Linked DNA regions of Mus musculus: region 2 is linked to region 1. Evidence: chromatin contacts called from public Micro-C data. All regions are on one chromosome and are shown on one strand. Each heading gives the region's core, a stretch centred on a gene start, on an enhancer-like site or on the middle of the called end of the contact. The rest is flanking DNA. Distances are from core to core; before and after follow the strand shown.

The links. Hi-C and Micro-C count contacts between places; a contact is called where the count stands out from the background.
Region 2: a Micro-C map of muscle stem cells shows a contact between it and region 1, with 5 times the contacts expected there. The contact joins two enhancer-like sites. A contact is called at or near these places in 4 of 484 Hi-C or Micro-C datasets (liver, muscle stem cells and myocytes) and 5 of 115 datasets of contacts at active chromatin or transcription factors (astrocytes, embryonic stem cells, fibro-adipogenic progenitors and 2 more).

Annotation. Positions count from the first base shown.
Region 1 is chr11:16,587,397-16,594,089 of GRCm38.p6, reverse strand. No RefSeq gene overlaps it. Among named protein-coding and RNA genes, the nearest start is that of Sec61g, 82 kb to the right of the region's middle. Within about 2 kb of position 2,454, at least 232 of the 459 cell types and tissues checked have an H3K27ac peak or open chromatin away from gene starts, as enhancers often do. A contact at or near this core is called in fibro-adipogenic progenitors, muscle stem cells and myocytes, where this site is marked.
Region 2 is chr11:16,812,333-16,818,573 of GRCm38.p6, reverse strand. All of the region lies in intron 1 of Egfr (epidermal growth factor receptor), which reads right to left. Egfros (a long non-coding RNA gene) reads left to right here. Exons shown (of 3, transcript XR_003949851.1): 3 at 931-6,241. Among named protein-coding and RNA genes, the nearest start is that of Egfros, 15 kb to the left of the region's middle. Within about 2 kb of position 1,938, at least 34 of the 459 cell types and tissues checked have an H3K27ac peak or open chromatin away from gene starts, as enhancers often do. A contact at or near this core is called in fibro-adipogenic progenitors, muscle stem cells and myocytes, where this site is marked.

The DNA.
Region 1 (6,693 bases), core at 1,205-3,704:
TTAAGTGCCAGTCCTAGCTGCCGTGCCCTAAACTGAATAAAAAGGGGAATAAAAAGAAAACCAGCTAACTCTTGGCATCCCCTGTTTTGCTTTCTGAATTACCAAATATACTGCTTGCTACTATTAATTCTCTATCCTGAAGGGTCACCATATCCTCCAGACCCTGAGCCAACATAAGTTCTCTTGACTGCTTCTTGTCTGACATTTGGCCACAACAATGAAGAACATTATTTATATATAGTCATTGGCCAGCAGTGTTATGAATACGAAGAGAAGAAAATCCCTTAGGTGGGATACACACTCCGTGTGTGTGTGTGTGTGTGTGTGGGGGGGGGGGGGTTGTGGTGTTTGAACTTCATTCAGAAATTGGTGGTGAAAACAGATATGGCTGGGGCTATGGCCAGGTTGGGTTCTGACATATCTGAAGGACACTGACAGCGACAAGTTAGGGTAAACCATGTGCTAGTAACTATTGTTCTTAGCTTTCATTCTTCTGTATATTCTGCTCCTGGTGTGTGTGTGTGTGTGTGTGTGTGTGTGTGTGTGTGTGTGTAACTGCCTACTTAGTTTGATAGTCGATCCTCGTCAGGTTCTGTCACTAGGTGCTAGAGACAGAAGACAACAGAGATGGAGAATCTTACTCAATTCTTTTCCCAACCACCCACCCAGCCAAACCTCTTTGCCCAAACAACCCTCAGATACAATCTTCCTTCCCTATATCTCCTGAAACAGGTTTCTTGTAGCCTCCTCAGAAGAAATGGTAGGCATTTGAAGAAACCTACATCTCAAACAATTTAAAACAGCACAGAGTACCACTGGGAACTCAACTAAAAGTTTTTACACAGCAAACTGAAAAAGCAACTTTTAAAACAAAGTGGAGCCCAGCGTGGTGGTGCACGCCTTTAATCCCAGCACTCGGGAGGCAGAGGCAGGCGGATTTCTGAGTTCGAGGCCAGCCTGGTCTACAGAGTGAGTTCCAGGCCTGCCAAGGAAAGGAACAGATCCACATGCTCTCCTCTGAAGCCAGAGCTCCCACTCTTTGCTGCCCCTGCCCAGGAGGACAGGCCTGCAGCAAGATTCAGGATAAGTACAGTTATCTGTTAGCATTCCTTCTAGGCTCCGCCCAACAGTTACCTGGCAACAGCCAGGTAGGCCTGGCTCACTATAAAAGGGGTTGTTTGCTCCCTCCTCTTACTCTCTAATTTTCTCTGACTCTCTTCTCTCCCTGACCCCTTTCTCCCTCCCTCCCATTCCTCCGCACCCCTCTCCACCTGTTCCTGGACAGCCTTCCCCCCCTACCCCCGCTCTCCCCACCTCCCTTCTCCCCCTCTGTGTGTTTTTCTCTGCCTCTACTTCCTTCTAACCCCCCCCCCCCCCCGCTTCCCATGCCCTAAATAAACTCTGTCTACACTATACCTGTCATGACCCGCCAAGGCACCCCTCCCACCTCACCATACCTGGCTTTATCAAACGTATCCTCTTTCTTTTTATAAAACACAACAGTATCAGAAGCCATCTTGGCAAGGGTGGCCTGTTATGCTCCACACCAGCTTCTCAACTTCTGAATGTTCACATCCCAGGGAGCTTTGAAATATTCTGAAGCTTCTGTCTCTGTCTCTGTCTCTCTCTGTCTCTGTCTCTCACTCGTGCGCTCTCTCTCTCTCTCTTTCTCTCTCTCTCTCTCTCTCTCTCTCTCTCTCTCTCTCTCTCACACACACACACACACACATACATACACACACACACACACACTAGCAGATCCCACGGATCCTTTCGCTTCTGTAGAGCCAGGTTGATAGCTGACCAGCAGTCAGCCTGTCTTGGTCAGTGAGTATCCCAGTAATTTGGCTGCTTCAGCTACAGTAAATGACACTAGAGAAAAGGCATTCAAATGGAATTCTAAAAACATTCCTGAGAAATACCTGCCCAGTTTCAACTTGTCCAGCACTCTCCGCACAGAAATCTCCATGAATTCAGAATACAGATGAGGGACAAATGTAGATCTCAGCTACTAGGGCAAAAAAGCACCTTCAGGGCCCAGCCAACCTGGCCATGCCAGGGGCCAGGAGAAAAGCATTGCGGTTGCCCTTGCTGACTACATGGAGATTGATAAACCTGCAAAGAAAAGACTCCAAAATGGGCTACAGAAGGTTTAATGAAAGTTGAGTAGCAGCAGGGCCAGGTGGTCTGACCACCAACCTGCAGCCTCCCTGTTTGGAAGAGAGAAGGGCATGCCTTACTCACTCAGGCTAAGAAAACCCCCTGAAAACACGTCAGTAACCCTCTGCTCTCCTTTGGCTGCATCCCCCTGGGCTCTGCACTTGAAAGGCAATCTGGCAAGCCTGGTTACTCAAACACACCACGTGCCTTGCATTCCTCACAGGGCTCTACAAAAGGTCTTCCTCCAGCTCTCCATGGCAGCTGTTGCTGCTCCCAGAGCTGCTCCGGATGAGTGCATTCTGACCGGAGCCTGGCCTCCTGCTGACTCACTTGGTTACTATGGCCAAGTCACTCAGCGTCACTACACGCCTGGGTGACCCTATTTATAAATCTCACAGCAGCAAAAGGGCCTTCCTCACCCACAAGAAGCAGCCATGTTCTACTCTCGGGATACATCTAAGACCGGTGCTAACCCCAGGCAAAGAAGTTTGAGTCCTGATCCATTGAAGGGGCAGCTGGTTATAATCATCTTCCTTCAGCCTGCTTCCCACAAACAAACAAACAGAAAAATCTGCTGGAAGTGGGAAACGTTTCCTATGTTGCTAAATATAGCATTAAAGCTTTTCTAATTGTAAGTGTTAAGTAATAGTATTGCTAAAATCTCACACATTAAGTGTGGATAAAAGTGTCGGAAGCTTTGAAAAATCTCAATCTCTAAGGATAATTTTGAGAGTATTTTTCTATTCTGTTTCTTTCACATATGTGGAGTTGTATTTGTAAAAACAACACCGCTTCATCTTCTTCCTTGATTTTTACTCACTTTATTATAATTATGTTTGTCTTATTTCCATGCACTGTAATCTTTTAAGGTTTGTTTTAGAGAAACTTATGTGTTTTATAGAAACGGGGATATGTTTTCTAGAGCACCTTACGATGCAGTAGGAGGGCGTACCTAAGCAAGCCAACGACGAGGCCCCCTCCCAAGGTAGCATAGAGATTATTTGGGGACATGGGAAGGGGAGTTGAGAAGGGAATAGAGGGAGAGAAAGAAAAGAGGCAGGCCAGAGAGCATCGAGAAAAGGGGAGACCGGAAATGGGGAGAGAGGGAGAAAGGGGTCAGTCAAAGGGAGAAGAGAGTCAGAGAGATAGGGAGAGGTCAAACAATCCCTTTTACAGTAAGCCAGGCCAACCTGGCTGTTGCTAGGTAACTGTTGGGCGGATCCTTGAAAGAATGCCAACCGAAACAAAGAGATCTCTACTAATCTGTTTTTCCCTTATGTACTGTAATTTTTTTAAATTTGAAACTTATTTAATTTATTTGATGGAGGTGAAAATGTCTTTTATTTAGATAAGTAGCATCTACAAAAGCCCCTTTACTTATGTTTCTTACAATTTTGTTTACTGCTTAAGTGGTTCCATTTTTTATTTTCTTCCCAGCAGTCAACTGTATTGAAGCCATTAAACCAACTTCCCTCAAACTACAATCTGTGCAAACTCACACAACAACAGCAGCTGCTTCATGCTTAGCTTCCTTCCGGAGACCTCAGTATTCCCACTGTATCGAAGTATCTGAATTACCTGTGAATTTTAGTCCCCTAAGTCAGAGGGGCAACAATCAAGATAAGGGGGCTTAGAGACTTTTTAACAGGTTCATCATTTTCTACATTTTTTAAATTGTGAAGTACAAAATAATATACCTCATAAGAATTTAAATTCACTGGTGTTGAATGGATTCACCAGTAGGGAATTCACCAACATTAATTTTTAGAACTTCATTTTCTTTAACTAATGTTTATTCCATAAAAACAACCACTCCAGCCCCCCACCCCCACCCCCACCCCCACCCCCATTATTCTAGCTGCTGTAGCCTATCACTCTGTTTTCTGACCTGATGAATTTGATTGCAGTTGTCACCCATGTGACATACATAAATTGATTTTCTGTGACTGTTTATGTATCACCTGTCCTCAAGGTTCACCCATATTTTGTCAGAGCTTCCTTCATTTTAAAGCTGAATATTAGTTCGTATACATATCATGATTTTGGTTTACTAAATTGTCTTGTAAGTAATTATGTATTAGTTTTCAATTCTCAGATAAAATTGTGCAAATCATTTCCATCTTGATTTCTTTGGTGACCCGCTTAGCCTCCAACACCATGCTGTCTAATCCCCACTAGTTTGTGTACTTCTGCAGTTTCTCTTGGGATGGATTGCTGCCTTTATGTAATTGTTATCAGACAGGATGTAGGTAGTAGTTACATGTGATCCATGACGGCATTTAACTCCTATTTTTTTATTGTTTATTTTTTGCTGTGATGACCTGTCAATGGATGAGAAGGGAGTCTTAAAATCACCCACCATCGTTTTGCATTTTTGTTTTTAAAATTTATCCTTGTCCTTGAATGAGGGTTTCAGTTCCTCTCTTGTCTTCAAGCCCCGCCAAGGACATTTTGTCCTCTCAGGGATCCAATTCTGCTGGTGAGGCTTTTCCAAAGAGCTTTTTATTTAACTCATAGGATTTTTCATTTCTAGCACTTCAGTTTTGTTTTCCCATCTCTGCTGACTTAAAATTTAGATCATTCTGTCCTTTCCTGACCATTTCCATGAAGCTGTGTGTGCTCTCCAGAACTTCCCAGTAGTTTGTGCCCTCTTTCAGTTCTATGAACTTATTGATAATTCTTGCCTGGAATTTTATCTAGCTCACTCCCATTGCTGGCTGTTACACTCTGATTAGCAATGTTGAGGGAGACAAGTTCCCTGGGTTTTCCTGTTTCCTGTGCTTTGCCCTGGCTGGAACTTACACATTAGGAGCTACATTCCTGGGTGAATGTAAATATGACGATTGTGTTTATATGTCTGTGTTTTGAAAAATCAGAAATAAGTTACAAATTGGAACCACTTAAGTTTGTTTTTTTTTATGATGTGTTAAAATTATTATTGTCTGCCAGGTATGGTGGTACATGTCTTTATTCTTAGTACTTGAGAGGCAGAGACAGGTAGATCTCTATGAGTTTAAGGCCAGCCTGGTCAACAGTGAGTTCTAGGACAGCCAGGGCCATACAGAGAAATCCTGTCTCAAAAAACCAACATATATTATTTTATATATTTATATATAAATATGCTTATATTCTATATTTTAGCACACCTAATTAAAATGGACATGTGCATATTTATAAATTTTGGTAATATAATAAAGGCCTAATAAAAACATGTGCCCTACTGGGCAATGGTGATACACCCTTTAGTTCCAGCACTTGGGAGGTAGAGGCAGGCAGATTTCTGAATTTGAGGCCAGCCTGGTCTACAGAGTAAGTTTCAGGACAACCAGGGACACAGAGGAAACCCTGTCTAGAAAAAAAAAAGGAAAAAAAAGTGCCCTAATAAAATTGGATACTCATAACTTTTTAAAACATATTAAAGTGAAAGATTTTGGTCTATTTCATAAAACCTTAAAACACTATGTGTTTAATGCTATGTGTAAAACAACATTTACTGGAGTCACAAGAGAACCTTAAGCCATAAAATGCATGTTATATAGATACATGGTAAATGCTCCTTCCAAAATACATATACATATATATGTGTGTATAAGTGTATATGTGTATTCTTTTGTATAATATACATGGGTAACATACAAGTCAAATAAATTATTATTCAAAATATTTTTAATATAAAACTGCTAAAATTTAAGGTTTTAATTAAGGTTGACCTAACTACATATATATTAATGAATATGTGTGCTTTGTGTTTGCCAAAGATCTTTGTGGTAACTTTCTTTTTTAAAATTGGGAATTAAGGCCTGGCATGGTGGTGCACGCCTTTAATCCCAGCACTCGGGAAGCAGAGGCAGGCAGATTTCTGAGTTCGAGGCCAGCCTGGTCTACAAAGTGAGTTCCAGGACAGCCAGGGCTATACAGAGAAACCCTGTCTCAAATAAATAAATAAATACAAACAAACAAACAAATAAATAAATAAATAAAAATGGGAATTATAAAATACATAATTCCAACAATCATCCACAGTTGAAACTCTTGTTTTAAAAAAATCTGTCTTATCTTTCTTACTGTATGATTGTATATGTATACATACCTCTGTCTTACTACATGTATGCACTGTTCACATGTGCTATATTTTTCATATCATTCATTCAGTGCCGAATTGGCTTGTAAGTGGTCAAATAAACTAAAGCTGTTCAATAAGTCCACTTCCTCTTGGTTCATAGTAAAAGTAGAATTTTAATGGGAAAAGTCCTAAATCTAACTCCATCAGACTAAGAAAAATTGGCTAAGTGCTCAGTATGCCTATCATAGGGACAAAGTAATGACAAACAGTATTTAGTCAATTGAAACAAATACAGATGGCTGATGATTCTAGATCTTACTTTGGAAGACTTCATGTGAGTTCTTAAATTTAAATTTTTATAAGAATTCCTAAAGGATTAGATAGGCATATTTATCCTGTTCTGGCGTTATCTCCCTGATTCTTGTCTCAGCTCTGGTTCACCTGAAGATCCCTGTTGCTCAGGGTTACAA
Region 2 (6,241 bases), core at 689-3,188, 220 kb before region 1:
AAAGATCTGCTTTTCTCTAGTGCATGCTCTCTCTCTCTCTCTCTCTCTCTCTCTCTTTCTCTCTCTCTCTCTGTGTGTGCATGTGTAGCTATGTCTGTATATGTGTCCCTATGTTTACATGTGACCCTTTGAGATGGGTGCTAGTTCTTCCATTGTACAAATTAGGAAATGGAGGCTCACTCACACAGCTGTCCTGTGCTAGGAGATATGCGTGTAACAGTTTCTTGTTGAAGGATGAGCCAAACTGCTTCCGTGTGAGGAATCCTCTTCAGTGTGGCCATATGTAAGACAGAACCTCAATGACTGGTACCATCGCTGGACATTAGTTATGTAGCCTCTCCCCTTTAGTCTTCAGAACCACCTAGCATCATTCTGCTTTAGGGGAAAGGTGGTTTGCACTTGAGAAAGGGCAGATGACTGGAACTGGCAACTCTAGCCACATAGGAGGAGAGGTAACAGTGGGGCAAAGGGCCTGTCATATTTTGTGGGGCCTGAAGCTTGTGCAACAGGAGATAAACAGAGGGAAGTAATAGTGGATTATAGAATCAAGGTGCACAGTATAAATGTATGAAATTTTCAATGAATTAGTAAAAATAATCTTCAAAACTTGTTTATTTTGAGGTCATGTTAAGGATCCTAGCCTTGGACACAGAAATGAAAGAACTCAGAGGCACAAGCTTCTTTAGCTGCTCAGCGTCCATGTGTGCTCTGCCTTCAAAGATAAGCCTCCCCCATCCCCCTCTCTCCCACCCCTTCTCTCTGTCTCTTACTCCTCTATCCCTCCCTCCCTTCTTCCCTTACACTGTCTCATTAGAAGGAGAACACAGATAAAGAACCCAGAGATAAACCTGCCATTTTATACTATTTACTGAGTCATAAACTTTAACTCAGCACACATTTCATTTCTAAGTTTTTCTTCTTTCTTTTCAGCAGAATCTAGTCAACTAAATCCCTGAAGCTTGTTTCTCCTCAGCTGATAAGCATGATGGAAGGCACAGAGCCAGATGTTCAGGGGAGGAGAGGCACCGTGGCCATGACCACACCATCTTTCCCGCCAGAAGGTGACAGTCCTCAGTTACCAAGAACATAAGACATTCCTGGCACGTCTACACACCCAAAAGCCCAGAGATGCCTAAGGAGCTCATGTCATTCATTCAGGTGACTCAATTCATGTGTCAAAGACCGTCTTCCACCTGGAAGAAAGTTGCGAAAGGACATGAACAACAAGCTGGTATTTTCACCCATCACAATCTCATGGGCACTAAGACAGGGCTCGTGGGCTCTCCCTCAAAACTCCCAGAGTTACTTTGGGCACTTCATTTCAGTCTTTCAAAGCAGAATTCCCATTGATATGAATCATGGTTTAAGATGTCCGAAGATGCTTCTGCTAGATTCTTCTGTGCTTTTCTCATTTTCCAAAAATAATTGCTCCACTTGCCAAAGAGTAGGATCTGGCCAGATCCTGTGAAATGAACCTCAGTTAAAAACCCGTGATTCTACAGCAATGAAGATGGACGGGAACACACCGAAAGCACTCTATATTTCTTTTCACCTTCATTTTCTTCAAACTGATCCAAGATGAGCACATGCGTGTGAAGCCTGAAAGTCTGGATGTGGCCATCATATTAGAACGATAAAAGAAAAACTAGCACTGCCCCTATTCGCAGTACACACTCTGGGTACACGGTCAGGCCCTACATGTACTTATGGCTTCCTGGTCTGTAACCCTTAGTCTACTGGGTAAGCATTCTCCCAAAAGTAGTGTGCTCACTGTCCAGATAAGTGGGCTGTGCGCGCTTTCTGGTGACTGCACATCCTCATGGGATGTGCTCGTCTCCCAAATGACTCCTCCACATCTGCGGATACACCTACATAGGCAGTTGCCTGCAACCCACTGCTCAGGAAGGGCTGACAAAGCAAGCCGCAGGAGCTTGGCATCTGCGCAAGGCAGCTGCCTCTTATGACTGACTGGGCTCTCTCCTGAGGATAAAGAGCTGGATGCTGGGTTAAGCCAATTCATTTTTCTCCCTGTAAGTCAGTGGAAACTTCTTTCCACGGATTCATTTCCAAATGAAGGAATGTTATCACCAGATGTCACTCCTTCAGGATAAACATATTCTTCATAATAGGGAAAAGTGGACCTCACGGAGCCGATCTTGGTTCTGTAGAATAGGTTTTATTTTTTTATGTCTAACATGAGTTGCACTGCGGGTTTTTGGTAGATATACTTCCTGTCTCACACATGGTTTTGCCATCATTTTTAATAGAACTGATATTTTATAAAGCCATCTGCTTCATGTCCATTGGCACTTCTGCACCTCCAAGGCCTCGACAACTCCCAGAGCTACCACAGCCTTCAAGACAAGATGGGGGAGACAAAGGACCAATCTTAACCCCATCCCCGTTCCCACCCACAGGATGGACAAGTACAGCACCACCTTAGGGAAGATGTACAGAGAATTGCACTCATTTCTCCTACTCCCTAAACCAAGAAGACAGCACTAGCTTCCAGCTCAGAGTTTCTATTAAAGTTTAAACTGAGGGACTAGAGAGATGGCTGAGTGGTTAAGAGCAAGGACTACGCTTCCAGAGGTCCTGAGTTCAATTCCCATCAACCACACGGTGGATGACAACTATCTATAATGGGATTCAATGCCTTCTTTTGGTCTGTGTCTGAGACAGCTACAGTGTACTTATATAGATAAAATTAATTAATTATTTTTAAAAAATCAAAATTGGGAAAAACACAGCATTTAAAAGTTACTTGGTCTTATTATTGTTGTTGTTATTGTTTATAGGCCACAGATATACTTAGAAATGACTATTTCTAAATAAGAACTTTTACATCACAGAAGTCCAGGAAAAGTTCAACAGATGTACAACACAGGAAGGAGAAAATTTTCCCCTTTGGTTCCCATGAATGAGGACTCAAACTTGCAAAAGAGAAACTGACCTAAGATTTGAACTTACTTGTGGTCTTCTATGTGAATAATGGTGTTTTGCCGTCAAGGCAGGATATTGCTCAGGCTAATAACTCAGAATGCAGTGGAATTAAGTAGACCAATACAACTCCAGTAGAAAACAATCTTCATTTTTGAAAAGCATACAGACCAATACAAAGACTTTAGAATTTCAAACATAGGAAAAAGAATTAAACAAAAGACAGTGCAAAAAAAAAAAAAATCCAAGAACGCTCATCCTGGGAAAAGCATATTGAAATGCCTAATGCCAGCTTTCGAGAGCGTATTTATAGATATCACTGGACCATTTAGCTCATCTGTGTTTTAGCTACTGGTTGAGGGCCAAGACACAGAAAAATTAGCTAAATGAATGTTAGAATATCCTTTTAGTTTAGACCCTTCTTTGCTTTTAGGGTCTGTAGGTCAAACTTATAGTCTCAAGTATTTTCCTACTGACACCTCAGCACCAAGGCTGCAGTCTTTTATTTAAAATAGAAAGGTACAGTTGGAACATTGCACGGGTTAGGACAGGATGCACAGAATTAACCAATCAAGTGAACTCTTTAGAGATGAATTCCCAGACATTGGAACTTAATGCTTTTATCTGGTTATTCTTTTGAAATCACAGACACGAGGCGTTCTCCAGATCCATAATCTCAAACCCTATCTCCAAACAAGCTAGATTTTAGCAATGAAATCAAAACCATACTTATCATCTGCAAAGGGCTAGAGATACTTTGCTGGTGTCTCCTCTTGGCGTGGCTGACGCAACAACAACAACAACACAGTTGTAATTAGACCAGCACAGTAATGACGTCTGTTGCCTCCATGCTTGGCAACATTTGATATTGCAAGCTTGTTTTGACCCTTGAAAAAAGGTATATAAACTTGATTCCTTCCATGCTTGAGTTTTGTATGATGACAAAAACAGTTTTTCTCCCAAACTCACTTAAACAATAACAGGGATGGTGGTAGGAAATGTAAAACATATCATGTGTGTGGGTGGGCACAACTTAAGGGCATTAGGCTCTCAGTTTAGATTTGATTTGCCAGTACCCTGCAGCATGAAATAATAAGAAGTTGGAGCCTGAGTGTGGCCTCCTTCAACTGCAGGGCTCTGTATGAGATTGGGGTCACAGTGACACAAATCCCAGGGCCATATCAAGTTCACAGGGAGCCTCCTGAGTGCTTTCCTAAGCACTGTAGACCTCAGCATTGATTGAATTGCCAGCCCAGATAAAAAAGAAAGAGATCTGGGAAATGAAGTTTCATCCCCCAATATTGAGCAGGGTTGCATGAGACACCTGGTAACGTTCTCTGAAAATGATTAAGGGCTGCCCACTTAGGAGACAGGACATCAGTTTTGTTGGTTGGAACAAGCTGCTTGCTTTTTAATGATTTATTTTTATTTTATGTGCCTGGGTGTTTTGCCTGCATATGTGTCTGTCTGAGGGTATCATATCCCCTGGACCTGGAGTTACAGGCAGGTATGAGCTGCTGTGTGGATGCAGGGAATTGAAACCAGGTCTTCTGGAAGAGCAGCCATGTTCTTAACCACTGAGCCACCTCTCCAGCCTCCAGAACTTCCTTCAGGAAATAGAGTGGGGTAGGGATTAGTCATGAAGCTTAAGGATTTCAGGGAAGTACGGACTTAATAAGGTGTCTTCTCCAAAATCTAACAGACACACACTCAGATGACACAAGCGCGCGCGCGCGCGCACACACACACACACACACACACACACACACACACCAAACGCCCTCTGCAGAGCAGGCACCTTCATAGCTGCTTAGCTGCTGCTTGCCCCCACTCTGGGGCAGACTTAAGAACAAAGTGGGAGATTTTGTTACCCAAATGATGGAAATTTTGATCTCCTTGGCTCTGTTCTGTAGCAGGTGACAAGAAAGAAGTGCACATACCAAAGGAGGCTGGAGGGGACACAGATAACCATCTGCCTCCTCTAGCTATTCCTTTCCCTCACCTTTTGTGTCTGCTACCAGTCCCTCAGCCCACACACCTCTCTCTCTGCATGAGGAACTACTATCATCAGGCCCTTTCAGGATAGTCACTGTTATTTTTCCCATTACCCAGATCTTAATAGCCTGTTACAGTGCAAGTGTCTGCTTATCTGGCTCTTCCTCCTGACTTTGTGATGCTTTTAGAGCAGACTCTTTGCTTTATCAGGACTAAAGTATGACTGACTAGTGATATGGGTCCACACACCATTTAGGAACAGAATTTAGCTGTTGCTGAGGTCAGATATTCAAATAGTAAACAGTGACCCACACAGGGAAGAAGCATATATACTTTTAAAACTCACATTTCAATAAAAAGCTTATAAACCCAAGCCTGCTCTGTGTTTTATAAAATTCCAAACTAGGGTCTTTAAAAATTGAAATGCATTGTTAAGTTTTTCAAAGTTAAAAAACAAACAAACAAAAATCCCAAAACAAAAATTCTTTCTCCTGCATGTGTGAGTATTTCACAATTCACTGCTCTCATTCTGCAAGCCAGCAGGATTGTTGTCTACAAAAGATAGATAAATAAAACATTAAAAAGGTGGGGTTTTTTTGTTTGTTGTCTTTTTTTTTCTTTTGTTTTTTAAAGATATACTTAGGGTCTGGCTCAGCAATTAAGAGTATGCATGGCTCTTGCAGAGGGCTCAAGTTCCAGTCTTGTAGCCCTGTCCAATGGCTCACAATCGGTAAATCCAGCTCAAGATGATCCAGTGTCCTCTTCTGGCCTCTCTATCAGTGCATATACTGTCCACTCACAGACACATACAAAGAATTAAAAATAAAATAAGTCCTTATAAAGCTACATTTTAAAAGTTTTATTGCTTGCAAAAGACTCTTTCCACGTGTGAGGCTTGCCATAGCTTGCATCCTGGGCCCCTGGTCAAGTTCTGGCCTTTAACTGAGGTTTATTGTGGGGATTTTAAGAAACTAGATGATCTTTCAAGTTCCGGGGTTGATGCTTTCACTTAACTGTGTGATTTCTGACATCTAAAGTGCTTTTCTGTAATTTTACCTTTATTTAGCACTTAGATCAGAATCTTAAGTAAAACAGAACATTCTAGAAAAGCTGTATATTAAATACCAAAGAAAGCCTGCTTCTGTGGGCTGAAGGGACAGTTGCCTAGAAGTATTTCTTGGTTTTGTAACCTGAATTGGTGGCAAACTCCTAAGTTGGCCTACACCTCACTGTGCCGGCAGTTTTGTGTCTTAAAAGTATCTAAAATTTCTTTTAACAACAGAGTAAAGGCATGAGCATCAGAGCT